Regions from separate parts of the Mus musculus genome. Here regions 2 and 3 are each linked to region 1. A link is a contact called in public HiChIP or PLAC-seq and Micro-C data. All regions are on one chromosome and are shown on one strand. The core of a region is the stretch at or near the end of the contact, and the rest is flanking DNA. Distances in the headings are between cores, read along the strand shown. Region 1 holds the start of Lmo2 (LIM domain only 2). Region 2 holds the start of 4931422A03Rik (RIKEN cDNA 4931422A03 gene). Region 3 has its middle 8.6 kb from the start of Gm39896.

Evidence for each region. A called contact is a pair of places that touch in the nucleus more often than the background predicts. HiChIP or PLAC-seq counts read pairs in DNA pulled down with a chosen protein or histone mark.
Region 2: a Micro-C map of embryonic stem cells shows a contact between it and region 1, with 2.9 times the contacts expected there. The contact joins the promoter of 4931422A03Rik here to the promoter of Lmo2 in region 1. A contact is called at or near these places in 1 of 39 promoter capture datasets (macrophages), 2 of 484 Hi-C or Micro-C datasets (embryonic stem cells and nephron progenitors), 1 of 115 datasets of contacts at active chromatin or transcription factors (memory CD8 T cells) and 4 of 9 other capture datasets (adipose tissue, liver, macrophages and 1 more).
Region 3: a contact with region 1 is called in an H3K4me3 HiChIP or PLAC-seq map of bone marrow-derived macrophages, with 4 times the contacts expected there. The contact joins the enhancer-like site here to the promoter of Lmo2 in region 1. A contact is called at or near these places in 9 of 39 promoter capture datasets (the 3T3-L1 cell line, 3T3-L1-derived adipocytes, the HPC-7 cell line and 5 more), 1 of 15 datasets of contacts at CTCF or cohesin (large pre-B cells), 21 of 484 Hi-C or Micro-C datasets (B cells, the C10 cell line, the CH12 cell line and 13 more), 13 of 115 datasets of contacts at active chromatin or transcription factors (the 230-238 cell line, the HPC-7 cell line, bone marrow-derived macrophages and 8 more) and 3 of 9 other capture datasets (adipose tissue, liver and pancreatic islet).

Annotation. Positions count from the first base shown.
Region 1 is chr2:103,968,211-103,972,312 of GRCm38.p6, forward strand. It overlaps Lmo2 (LIM domain only 2), which reads left to right and starts at 2,077. Exons shown (of 3, transcript NM_008505.4): 1 at 2,077-2,502. The coding sequence starts at 2,252. All of the region lies in intron 1 of Gm38515 (a long non-coding RNA gene), which reads right to left.
Region 2 is chr2:104,026,290-104,030,391 of GRCm38.p6, forward strand. 4931422A03Rik (RIKEN cDNA 4931422A03 gene) reads right to left here and starts at 2,072. Exons shown (of 5, transcript NM_175161.3): 1 at 1,489-2,072; 2 at 933-998. The coding sequence starts at 934. Fbxo3 (F-box protein 3) reads left to right here and starts at 1,510. Exons shown (of 11, transcript NM_212433.1): 1 at 1,510-1,677; 2 at 4,055-4,102. The coding sequence starts at 1,574.
Region 3 is chr2:103,925,552-103,929,653 of GRCm38.p6, forward strand. No RefSeq gene overlaps it. Among named protein-coding and RNA genes, the nearest start is that of Gm39896, 8.6 kb to the right of the region's middle. Within about 2 kb of position 2,085, at least 34 of the 459 cell types and tissues checked have an H3K27ac peak or open chromatin away from gene starts, as enhancers often do. A contact at or near this core is called in adipose tissue, bone marrow-derived macrophages, embryonic limb bud and 1 more, where this site is marked.

The DNA of each region.
Region 1 (4,102 bases), core at 827-3,326:
GATGCTGAAAGTGTAAATTCTGCTTGTTCAGCTGAGTTCACATGATGGTAAAAGGGAGGTTACAATACAGGCAAACTCCTCAGCCACTTTCTTCATGCCGTATCTTGAAGGTAGTTTTCCTAGTCACATGAGCTGATAAGAGTCTAAAGCAACCCCAGGAAATATGGTTCTAGTGGCTCGGCATTAAAACATCATTATTAAGTAGATATACTGCTAATCACAACCCGTGTGTTTTCATTGTTTCTTTTTCTTCTTTTGGTTTTGGTTTTGAGACACTGTCTCCTGTAGCCCAGACTGGCCTGTGACGAACTTTGTAGGGGAGGATGACTTAGAATCCCTAATGCTCCTGCCCTGCCTGACCTGGGATTACTGGCCTGTGCTACCACTAACAATGTTTATTTTCACTTCAGATAGAAATGAAAGTAGAATAACAAGTTATGTATTTATCATATAATTTAGGCTTGCCTAAACATTGTAAAAAATTTGTTTTTTAATTTAGAAAAACTAAGGACTTAAATAGAAAATATCTTTTTATACACTGAAGGTGGGTTTTGGACCAACACGAGGGCAGGCGCACAAACACAGATTTTAATTATTCCCTTTCAGTATACGTGTCAGGACATGGAGAGAGAGGGAAATGACACGAATCTGTGGGTAGTGGTTCAGGCTATTGCTAGGGAGAAATCAGGGAGGACTTTGCTCAGTACGGGGAATCCGGGAATTCATTTCTGACTATCATCTTCCGGGGTGAGCTGGTCTAGGTTATTAAAGCAATCTTTAAATTGGGGCTGAAATGCCTATGTCTTTGATCCGGGCTGTTCTTACTAAACAATGGATTCTGAGAGCACTCGGGACTTTCCTCTTTACAAACCTGAAGACTGTCATCATCATAAGCTAACGGGCCTTGAACGATCATTTCTGGACTCAGTTTCAAGGAACTCAAGGCCCAGGGGGACCTAGGTTTTTCTCCTGAAAAGTAGCTAGCTGGAATCCATCTCTTCCCTTCTGTATTTCTTTCTCCTTCTAGAACTTGTCTTCAAGCTTGAAGGAGAAACCTGCCCTTTTCTTTGTTTTATATAAGACAAAATAATAGTAAGTAATAACTGAAAGTCTTTTTATCGGGAAGGAACTTCCTCCGGTCCAAGCAAGTATTGCTGCTGATACTTTACAGAGAGGGCCAGCCTCACCGCTGGAGTTCGCTCTTTGAAAGAGGCTAGGGGAGGGAATTCTGCCGCCAGCAGATGGAGAGGAGACCCGGACAACGTGGTCCCTCCCAGACACCCTCCCTGCGGGATTAGCTGCCCCCAGCTCTGCTCAGGCGCACCTAGCGCGTGAGGTTCCTGGTCACACAGCTTGCGCCCCTCTCTGGAGAGCAGTCGCAGCTACTAGCTTGCCGCCAGCAGAGCCGCACTGTCTCGGGCATCGCAGAGCACCACGACTGTGGACTTGGGACCTCGAACCCGAGACGAGCGCGCGCTAGCCAGCCATTAGCAACGCTTGCATTTCTGCAGGTGCTTATTTCACATTCTTGTCTTTTCTTTCCTGCTGGAACGGGCGAGTGGTTACTTTCAGCCTGAGGCCAAAGGGAAAGGCAGAAGAAGGGGAACTCTGAAAAAGACAGTTTAGTGGCAGCGGGATTCTTGCCCCAGGAGAGGGGCTCAGGGGAGACTCTCGGTCTCTGCCGCGGGCCCTTTTAAGAAGCCAAGTCAGGGCTGCCGCTGTCGCCGTTGCTGCTGCTGCCGCTGCCGCCGCCGCCGCCGCCGCCGCCGCTATTTGGATTGCTAATCCCCAGGAGCCCCGTTTAAAAAAAAAAAAAAAAAGGAAGAAAAAAAGGGGGGAGGGGGCGGGCAGCTGTCTCTTTAAATGTGATTTCCTTCTATTGTATTTGAATCGTGATCAGGAAAAAGGAAATGAAACCAGAGACAGAGGGAAGCTGAGCGAAAATAGACCTTCGCGAGAGAGGAGGGAGCCTGGGGAGAGCCGCGCGGTCAGCTCCCCGCCCCCAGGCCGCCGCCCCCTCACTGCCCCCGGCGCCCCGACCCCGGCGAAGGTGCGAGGGGCTCGGGGCGACCGGGCGGAGCCGGCTACTGCGCGCGATCGGGACCGGGCGGCGGCGGCGGCGGCTGTGGTGACGGCAGCGGGACCGGGATGGAAGGTTAAGTCCTGAGCAGCGGCAGCTGTCGCAGCCACCGGAGGGAGGCCGGGCTGCTCCCCGGCCCCCTGCCTTGGCCGCCGCGCGCCGGGCAGCTGGATGATTCGCTCTCTCTCTTTGGCGTTTGAAGGGAGCGCGGTGACTGTCCTTGAGCGTGGAGGGGCGAGCTCGCCAGCGGAGCGACCGAGCAAGAGGAGGCGCAGGAGCGGCGGCGCCCGAGCACCCGAGGGGGTCCGAGTCCAGGCAGCTAGCCAGCCACGCGCCACAAAGGGAGCGCCCCCGCCGCCCGGCACGCCGCCCCCCTCCCCAATGTCCTCGGCCATCGAAAGGAAGAGCCTGGACCCGTCTGAGTAAGTGTGGCGCTTCTGTTCCGGCACCCCAAACAGGGTCCCAGGCTAGGCGCGAGGGGCTGACTCCAGGTGCGCGCCCGCAGCGTGCCCTTGATCCCTCCGTCTCCCAGGGGTTCTCTTTCCTCGCGGGTGACTCTGGAAACACCGAGAGGGACTGGGCGGCGGAAGCTGTAACTGGGATCGACCCTGCGGACCGCTCCGGGCTATCTGGAAAGCTCCCCAAACCTTTACCAGGGCCAGAAAGTTTGCCCAGGAGCTGGCACCCGGAGCTCTGAGGCACAGGTGCAGGGCAGGGAGAGTGGAGGACAAGATTCTGCCTTCTCCCTTTTCGTCCCACCCTCTCCAGGTTCCCTTCCTTTTTGTCCATTTGGCCTTGGAAAGGGGGGCATCCCAACTAGAACATCCCGGGGTCTCCGACGTCGACTCTCCTACCAGGCCCGGAGTAGAGCGGACAGTTGATGAGGTCCGCTTGTCCACCTGGGAACTGGTTCTGGCCTCCAGAGACTTCTAGAATTGCTAATCTGTCGTTCCTCCCGGTACATGTTCGCCCCTCCCCTGAGTTTCCTAGTGCGGGCATGTGAACCTCGAAAGTTAGTGCACATTTTTTTTTCTGTCTAGTATGTTTTTCTAGGGAGCAGAATCTCATCGAACTCTCAGAAGGGCTGTGTGTGTGTGTGTCAGCGAACCAGAGCTTTAATGAGCATGTACTGTCTAGTGCTCTGAGCTTTGCGCTGGTTTGCAAAGAACAGCCCCCCCTCCCTTCCCCATTCCACAGCCTGTACCCTCCTAGCCCATTCTCTAGCCTTAACAAGGGGAGCCAGGAACGAAGGTATCGGTTTTTTTTTTTCCACGTCCACACAAATGCCCTTTTAAGAGTCATTAGCTGTCTGGTTTTGAGTTTTTATTCCTTTGAAGTCCTCATCTAATCCTTTGAAGGGATTTGTTAACACAAGACCAAAGGCACTGCTAATGACTTGTCCGTTTGGGCTTTTAAGATGCATTTGTTTTGGTGGGGTTTTGCCCCCCTTTTCTTTTCTTTTCCTGCTTTAAAAGAATTGTGCTTTCCTGCTGGAGTTTTCCTATTCACCCCCCCCTTCAATTTCAGCCTTCTGTGGTGTTTATTTACCTGGGCTTTACCCTCAGCCAGCAGCATAAAAACCCAGCGTGTTCTCATAAAACACAGGAAGTCCCACGATCCAGCAAGAATATAAACATCACTCTTCAGTCTTGAAGGTTAAGACACTAGCTCAGAAAGGAGCTAGGTTTGTTGGCAAGAGGACCAGCTTCCTTAAAATCTCAGGAGAGAAACAACAACCCTTTAAAGAGTCAGTGTCTATAGCTTGTTCCCTTTTAAGCATAAGCTTAGAATTACATCTGGGCCCCGAGTTTTCAGAAATTGGACAAGACATAAGATTACACAGTTGGGGAGGCAGTCTGGTGAACTGCTGTTTACTGGCTCCCTATCAGCACAACCTAACCACTAATCCTTTATTAGATGTTGAATCTACAGAGTTTGGCTTCTTAAAAAAATTACTAATTACATGAATGTGTGTGTGCACCTAAGCTCAGGTCCCCTGGAGGCTAGAGGTGAAGGATCTCC
Region 2 (4,102 bases), core at 822-3,321, 58 kb after region 1:
CTTTACAAAGCTGAAGAATTGCACCTTCCCGTCCTACAGTGGTCTCATTCACTTCAGCCCCCATGCTTGGGGTACTAAATCCAAATTTATAAAATAAAATGTAAAGAATTCAATTTCCTTACTTTTTACTTGTAGGCTGAGAATTTGCCATGTCAACCAAGTTAAAGTAGTTGAGAGAAACTCGTCAGAAGGGCAGGCTATATCATACCCTCCTCTGTCTTGATGTTAGAAATAAATTTGAGGGCTGGAGAGATGGCTCAGCGGTTAAAAGCACTGACTGCTCTTCCAGAGTTCAAATCCCAGCAACCACATGGTGGCTCACAACCATCTGTAATGAGATTGGATGCCTTCTTCTGATGTGTCTGAAGACAGCTACAGTGTACTTACATATAATAAACAAATCTTTAAAAAGAAGGAAAGAAGAAAGAAAGAAAGAAAGAAAGAAAGAAAGAAAGGAAGAAAGGAAGGAAGAAAGAAAGAAAGTTTGAGGTTGAAAATTGTTGGGAGCTGACTCTTAGCAGAAACTACTACCATCTCTGCAGCCATCGCGGGCTATTTACTTACAGGTTGGTACTTTTCCACCCTGATGAGAGACTTGTTTTCCTAGCATGATGTTTTTGCAAGCAGCCCACCACAGCTGAACACACTATAATAATATCCTGTTTTTCTCAGACACATCCTGGACTCCCCAGCTTGTGCTTATATACCCTGTCTTGTTTCCATTCTTCGAATCTCTTGCCCCTCCATCCCCACTCTCTCCCTTGCAGACAGACCTGCAGGCCGGTTCAGAAAAGAAAGAGACCACCACTCCAACTATTGTGTCTAGACAAGACAAATTTATGTTTATCAAGAGGGTGTGCTCAGAAGGTTAAAAAGAATCAAATTCCTTGTCCTAAACACAAGTTTTATAGCACTTGGTGGAAAATACTCACATTTGATTATTTCTTACACTTAAGTAGTTGGAAGAAACTTTCTCTGGGACCAGTAGGTTTAGAAGCCTGGTGGTAAGGGCTTGGGCAATTAACATTTGTTGGACAAGGAATTTATCCAGAGGTCATTTTCGGTTTTTTTGAAGGACAGTTTTTTGCCTTGTGGGCCATGGAAGAATTATAACCTCCCTATCATTTCAAAGTTGGAATGCCTTCCCCTGTGTCTCTTTCCCCATCATTCCTTCCTTGCTAAGTGGACAGGGCTCAGAGCAGCAATTCCGAGTGCAGGTGGGGGTGAGTGGCAATGGGAGTCCGAGGCTGGCAACAGAGACCATGGATTGGAAATGAAGCAATGGGTTTGGGACCCAAAGGCCAGGTAGGGTTAGTGTAAGATTTAGGGAGAGGCTTTGAGGATACGAGATATAAAATGCGTGGAAGAAGAGACCAAAGACTCAGAAACAGACTGGCAGGGACAGCAGCGCCCCCGCAGGGCTGACCGCGGGGTGGGCGGGGCATCCCGGGGGCGGGGCTGGGGCCGGGTGACAGTTACATAACTAACCTGTGCTAGCGGCCGCCGAGCGGTTCGGGCGGCGGGGGCGGGGGCGGGGCCGGGGTGGTGCCAAGGCTGCAGCGGGCCGGGCAAGATGGCTGCCGTAGAGGCCGAGACGGGGCTGCTGACCCTGGAGTCGCTGCCCACCGACCCTCTGCTGCTCATCTTATCCTTCGTGGACTACAGGGACCTAATCAAGTAATGGGGCGGTGCTCTCGGCAGGGGTGGGAACGTGGAAGGAGGCAGGGAAGGAGGCCCGGGGTCGCTGGCTGGACGTGGGCTCCCTCCGCAGCAGGGTGACTGCAAGGCGGCCGTTATCCCGCATAGCGCCCCGGGGGGCTGAAGGAGACTCGGGGGAGCGGTCTGGGCATCCAGGTCTTACCCCTGCCCAGGCCTAGGTCCCCGGGAACTTAGCGCCCTCTCCCTCAAGCCTCGGCTAGGCCGGGTTGCGGAAGAGAGAGGTGGCTCCCTGGTCCTGCACCCCGCGGACCCTCGCTGGCCCTTTGGGGCCTGGTCTAGCGCTGTGGAAAGGCCACTGTCTCGGCCCACGCGCATCCCTGTCGCGCCTGGGGTCCCTGATGACCAGAGCCCTCGTGGGCAGGTAGAACGCGCGCGAGAAGGCCTGCGACCTTCTGACTCTGATGCCATCGTGATCGCGGGCAGCATACACTTTGTCTTGTGTCGGCGACTTTTTTGGCTGTCAGTTTCCCTTTTTATGGTGGGTGGTTGGATTTTGGGTTTTGTCACCGACTTCCGGTGAGGCCTTACAGGTGACTGCAGTTACCTTAGGGTTTCCCAGATGACCAGCATTTACTCCAAAAATAAACACCGGGCATGCGAGAATTCTTTCAGAAACCAGGACTGTTTTAGCGTGGAGGGACAAATGGTCCTGCCGTGTGCCCCTTTCTTGTCACCCTCACCCCCTGTGTCAGGATTGTTTACATTCTTGACCGCATAGCCTGGGTTTCTTGTGCTTCCGTATATATTTGTGGAGGCTGCAAAATGGCCCTCTCACATGGGGAAGACACACTTTTGGTTTTTGCTTCATTACTGGAATCTGGGCATCTATGTCCTCTGTTTTTAGGGGCCTTTAAGAGGTACAGATTTCTTGGAGTTACAGGTAGCTAAGTGGTGGCAGAGATATTTCCTGGGTTTTCTGTTATGGCCTCCACTCGTACCTGCTAAGACATTTGTCTTTCCAAAAAACACACTTCCCCCTACTCAGCCTGTACTAACACACAGAAAGTTTTTCTGTAGGAAAGGTTGGCCAGCTCAAATGTATTTCATCTGAAATAGTTTATTGCTATAACTTCTTATTTAGATAGCCTTCTTTCTTTGCTTGCTTGCTGCCAGAGTTACCTTCTAAAGACCAATCTGGCTGTCATTTTTCTTAAAAGCCCATGACATCCCTGTTTACAACACTGGACCCTGAACTTCTGCAGTATTTAAGGCCCTTACCCAATAGCTTATTATCTAAGGCCTTTCAGGCCTCTCCTCCACTATCATATTTTCTCAGCCCATCAGATGGCACAACACTCGCACATGGTTGTGTATGCTCAGTTCCCTGTCCGGAATACTTCACTCTCCTCAGTTTAGCAACCTTACTCTCCCACTATCTTCTCCAACTAGAGTTTGTAGTAATAAAGTGTGCATTGCTAGAGTGTAAAGATATTTATTTTTGTATTCATCTGCTCAGGTTTGTTTGTTTTGTTTTGTTGAATGTCTGCCATGTGCCAGTTAAATGTAGGATTACAGTAGTGAGTTAGAGAGATATGGTCTTTTTTTTGTAGCTTGACTACTATAGACAAGATGGAAAGTCAAACAAGTATGTAATTACAAAAGGGGCCAAGTATTGGGAAGGAATATGTATATTGCATTGGAAAGGAATGTGGAAGACAGGCTGACCAACTCACAGTGGAAGACATGAAGTGTGGCACAGTGCACTTCTGTCCTGGTGAAGGGAACAGTATTGAGAGGCTGATGGGTCTCTTAACAATAGTGTGTCCTGTTTAACTAGAAAAACAAGAAAGCAGGTTTTGCTGAAGGTAGAAATGACTAACAGGCAGGTTGCATGAAGTGTGGCTGATGAGATTGTGTAGCCTCTTGTAAGAAGAGACTTTTAGTTCAGAGCTTCTGGTAGGAATCAGAATTTAAAGCTGAAGTGATATGACCCCTCTGTAAACATTTGTGGAAGCGAGCGGAGCTGAATCCTATTTCGACTACAGACTCACCTGGCATACTGCAGTTTCTTTCTTGCCCATTACAGTCAGTCCAACTTTGCCTAGCATACAACCTGTTGCCAAGCTCTAACAGTTTGGGTGCATATTTGCTTAACTGTGTTCGGTTGAGCTGTATCAATCTATTGGGAGTCTAATTTGACTCTGAGATAGTATGTTGCTTTCTCCTTATTACTCCCAGGGTAATTATACTAACTTACACATTAGGTAGACTTTAAACACTACTGCATTGCAGCTTTGTGGGTAGTAAGTAGAAATAAGAATTAACAATTACTGTTTTAATCTTTGATTTTTATCCCCCCCCCCCTTTTATACTAACTGAATCTGGTTACTGCCAGTTGTTGCTATGTTAGTCGAAGACTTAGCCAGCTTTCAACTCATGATCC
Region 3 (4,102 bases), core at 835-3,334, 43 kb before region 1:
TGCTAGCTGTGGGGTATGAGTTACTGCCTTCCATGCTATGGCAGCTCCTCAAATAGAAGATTAAAAGGAAACGCCCTGGAAGTGAGGGCAGCAGAATTCAAATATAGAGCTTAACTACTCCCGCTCAAAACTGCCTTCTGGGTTCTCATCCCCACAAGCTCTGTGGCTCATTCTGTTCTGCTCGATGTGAGCTTCAGATACACGTGGTCTCCCCACACAAGCTTTATCATGAGATTTTAGATGCCTAAGGAGAAAGAGGAGTGAAATGGAGGGCAGAGAGTGTGGAATGGGTTAGGGAAGAGGCCAGGGGCACAGAGCTGTGAGGAAAGGCCTGGGTAATGCCCCGTCCTACACAGCGCTGGATTGCAGAACCTCAAGGAAGGACAGATCTTACCAGTAAGGCCAAGTGCCCTTGGACTGGTCACTGATTTACTTAGGCCTGCACACTCTGCTACATACTGAGTTAGCTTTCTTGTGTTGCTGTAACAAATGAAGTCTGAGCTTCCAAGGTCTCCTATTACAAATGGCTACTAAACGGGGCTGGCAAGGTGGATCAGTGGGAAAAAGCACTCGCTGCCAAGCCTGGCAACTCAAGATCAATCTCTTGGGACCCACAAAGCTCACATGGCAGAAGAAGAGAGTCAACTCCCACAAATTGTCCTTGGACTGCCACCAGTATGCCCTCAAATAAATAAATAAATAAATAAAGTAAAAAAAAATGGAAACACAGAGTACCACTTATCTTAGAGCTTAACTCTCCTATAATTCTGGAGAGTAGAAGTCTGAAAAAATAGAGGCACAAGTCCTTCTAGGGCAGCAGTTCTCAACCTGTGCGTCATGACCCTTTGTGAGTCCCATATCAGATATCAGGCATATGAGATATTTGTATGATGATTCACAACAGTAGCAAAATTATAGTTATGAAGTAGCAACAAAATCATCTTATGGTTGGGGGTCACCACAACACAGAGAACTGTATTAAAAGGTCGCAAATTAGGAAGGTTGAGAACCAATGTGCTAGAGGTTTCAAAAGAAAATTTAATTCCTGGTAGTTTCTAGCTTCTAGAGGCTTCTTGCTTTCCTTGGCTTATGGCCTTCCCTCCATCTTCAAAGGCAACAGTTTAGTATCTGTTCTCCTATCTGACTTCTGTTCTTGCATCTTTCTCCCTGGCTCCACCTCTTTTGCCTTCTTATAAGGACTGTGCAATTACCCAGAGTTCCCATCTCCAGCTCCTAGTTTGATCACATCACCAGGTCATTTGAGCCAAATAATCTAACATAGTGACAGGTTCTGGTGCGTGGGATCTGAACCCTGGGGAGTGCCCCCACTCTGTCCTTAAGGAAGCTCATCTCTCCTCCCTGAATGGATGCGATAAGACGTCTTGGCTCTGGTCTTACGGGAACATGCAGATCATTTCAGTCACAAGCATAAATATTATCACTCTCCTTAGAGAAGTCAGGTAAGAGTGGTGGCTCTAATGCTTCAGTCCTGACATAGAGGAGGCAGAGGCAGGAGGTCACAAGGTCAGCCTAGGATGCATAGTAAGACCTTGTTAAAAAATTAAAAACAATGTTTTTGTACCCTGTTGTGTCTCATTATGTTGAAAAGGACTTGACTCCCTGTCTACTACTCTTTGTGCATATGGGGTGGTGCACTCAGTGAAAGGCAGTGTCGTGGCTTGAATATGCTTGGCCCAGGGAGTGGCACTATTTGGAGGTGTGACCTTGTTAGAATAGATGTGTCACTGTGGGCAAGGGCTTTAAGACCCTTGTCCTAGCTTCCTAGAAGTCAGTATTTTGCTAGCAGCCTTCAGATGAAGATGTAGAACTCTCTGCTCCTCCTGCACCATGCCTGCTTGGAGGCTGCCATGTTCTCACCTTGATAATATTGGACTGAACCTCTGAACCTGTAAGCCAGCCCCAGTTAAATGTTGGCCTTATAAGAGTAGCCTTGGTCACAATGTTTGTTCACAGCCGTAAAACCCTAAGACAGGCAGTTCCAACAATTGGTTAGGCTTCTTTTAGAGACCTAACTACGGGTCAGCACAGACAGCTGAGGCCAATTCTCCTGAGGAACCAACCATGTGATGACTCAGAGTATCATGCAATGCTTGGAAGAGAAGAAGTAATAAGCTCAGGTCCCATGAGGCCCCAGTGATCATGAGCCTGTGGGTCTGTCCATTGTACTCAGTAAGGGTCAGAATGTGCCTCCAGCCTCTGGAAGCAGTGACCAGAGCCAGGTCTACCCACACCTCTTGGAGGCTGCTGGTGCTCCCTTGGAACTGCCTTTGCTCATGATCAGGGGAACAGAGAGCAGCAGCCGTGTCCAACAGAAGAGAGACATTAAAGTTGATTAAGTGAGTGGGCCAATTAGTGTCTGGCTTCATGCAGTGTGGAGTTAATTAGCCTCTACAAAACAACAACAGCTGGCTTAATGGTGGGGCAGGAGGCCCAGCAGAGAGCAGCCATGGGAAGAGTGATAGGGCAGTGCTTAATAACTTGGCTGAAGTTGGCCCTGCCCCACTAAAAATGTAGAACAAAGCCTGGGGCAAACTTCTTTGCCCACTTCCAGACTGTGTATGGGGTAGGAGCCAGATTGATCCAGCAGCCTCTTGCTCTGGGGAGAGGCCAAATCCCACCTCTCTCTCTCTCTCTTTAAACATAATATTTTAAATTTATTATTTGAGAGTTTTATACTTGTACCCAATATATTTTGATCATATTTATCCCCTACCTCCTTCTTCTGGTCCCTTCAACATGTCTCCCTCCTAACTTTATGACTTCTTGCTTTTTAAAAGAAATGACCCACTGAGTCCAATTATCGCTGCCCGTATGCTCGTGGGTGGGGTATCCACTGGAGCATGGGCAACCTACTAGAGGCCCCGCTCCCAGTGAAAAATGGCTCTCCCTTCCTCGGCAGCCACTAATTGCTAGGAGTGCAGCCCGTGAGGCTCCCCATGCATGCTGGAATTTTGCTGGCTTGATATTGTTCAGGTAACCTCAGCTACTGTGAATTAACACCAGCAAAGGGCACGGCATGTCCAGAAGACAGCACTTCATAGCACTTCTCCCTAGCCTCCAGCTCTGACATTCCTTCTGCCTCATCTCCCATGATGTTCCCTGAGCCTAGAATGGAGGCTTGATATAGAGTTGAACACTCAACACTCACTTATTCTCAGTACCTTGAGCAATTATGAGTCTCTGCATTAATGACTGCCTACTACAAAAAGACTCTTCTCTGGCCAATGTTAATTGCAGCAGAAGCCTATGGGTATATAATATAGATTAAGAAGACAGTTTGACAACATGGCCATTTAGCATATCAAAAATAGTAGTTTTCCCCTTATGGCCCATAGCCTCCATGATCATGGGCTTTTTGGCTAGGTTTCAAGGGCCAGGTATGATTTCCCTCTTGTGGAGTAGGTCTAAAATCCAATCAGAATGCAGCTGGTTACCCCCATGGCAGCCACGTTGCTACTGCATCAGTGGGCACACCTTGCCCTGCTGAGCTTGAATTTATTTTTCAGACTTGACAGCACAACTCACTTTCCATTCTAACAAAATTAACTAATCCACACAGCTTTGCCTTGATCTTCTACTCCGTATTTCACCCTGTTGCACAATGATATCCCTTCTTTGTTATATAAATAATGACACTTACTAGAGAATATCTAGAAAGTATAGGGAAAAAAATAGCCCTACTGAGATAGTCACTCATTGACCATTAAATGATGGCGCTATGCAGGCTGTTCAGACAAAGTATGTTATTTTTCATCCCGCAAACCAATATGTGTGTGTGTGTGTGTGTGTGTGTGTATTTCTCTCTCTCTCTCTCTCTCTCTCTCTCTCTGTGTGTGAGTGTGTGTATGTAGGAGAAAGATAGTATGTGTATGTGAGAAAGAGTATATGTAAGACTGTGTGAGAGTGCATGTATGAGTGTGTGTGCACGTGTGTGCACATGTGTGTGTGAGAGAGTATGTGTATACATGTATGTATTTATGTGCATTCATGTACTCCTATGTGCATACTGTTTTACAAATTGGACTCCCTGTATGTGATCATTAATAACCCACTGTTTCAGCAACATGTCATCAACATTTTC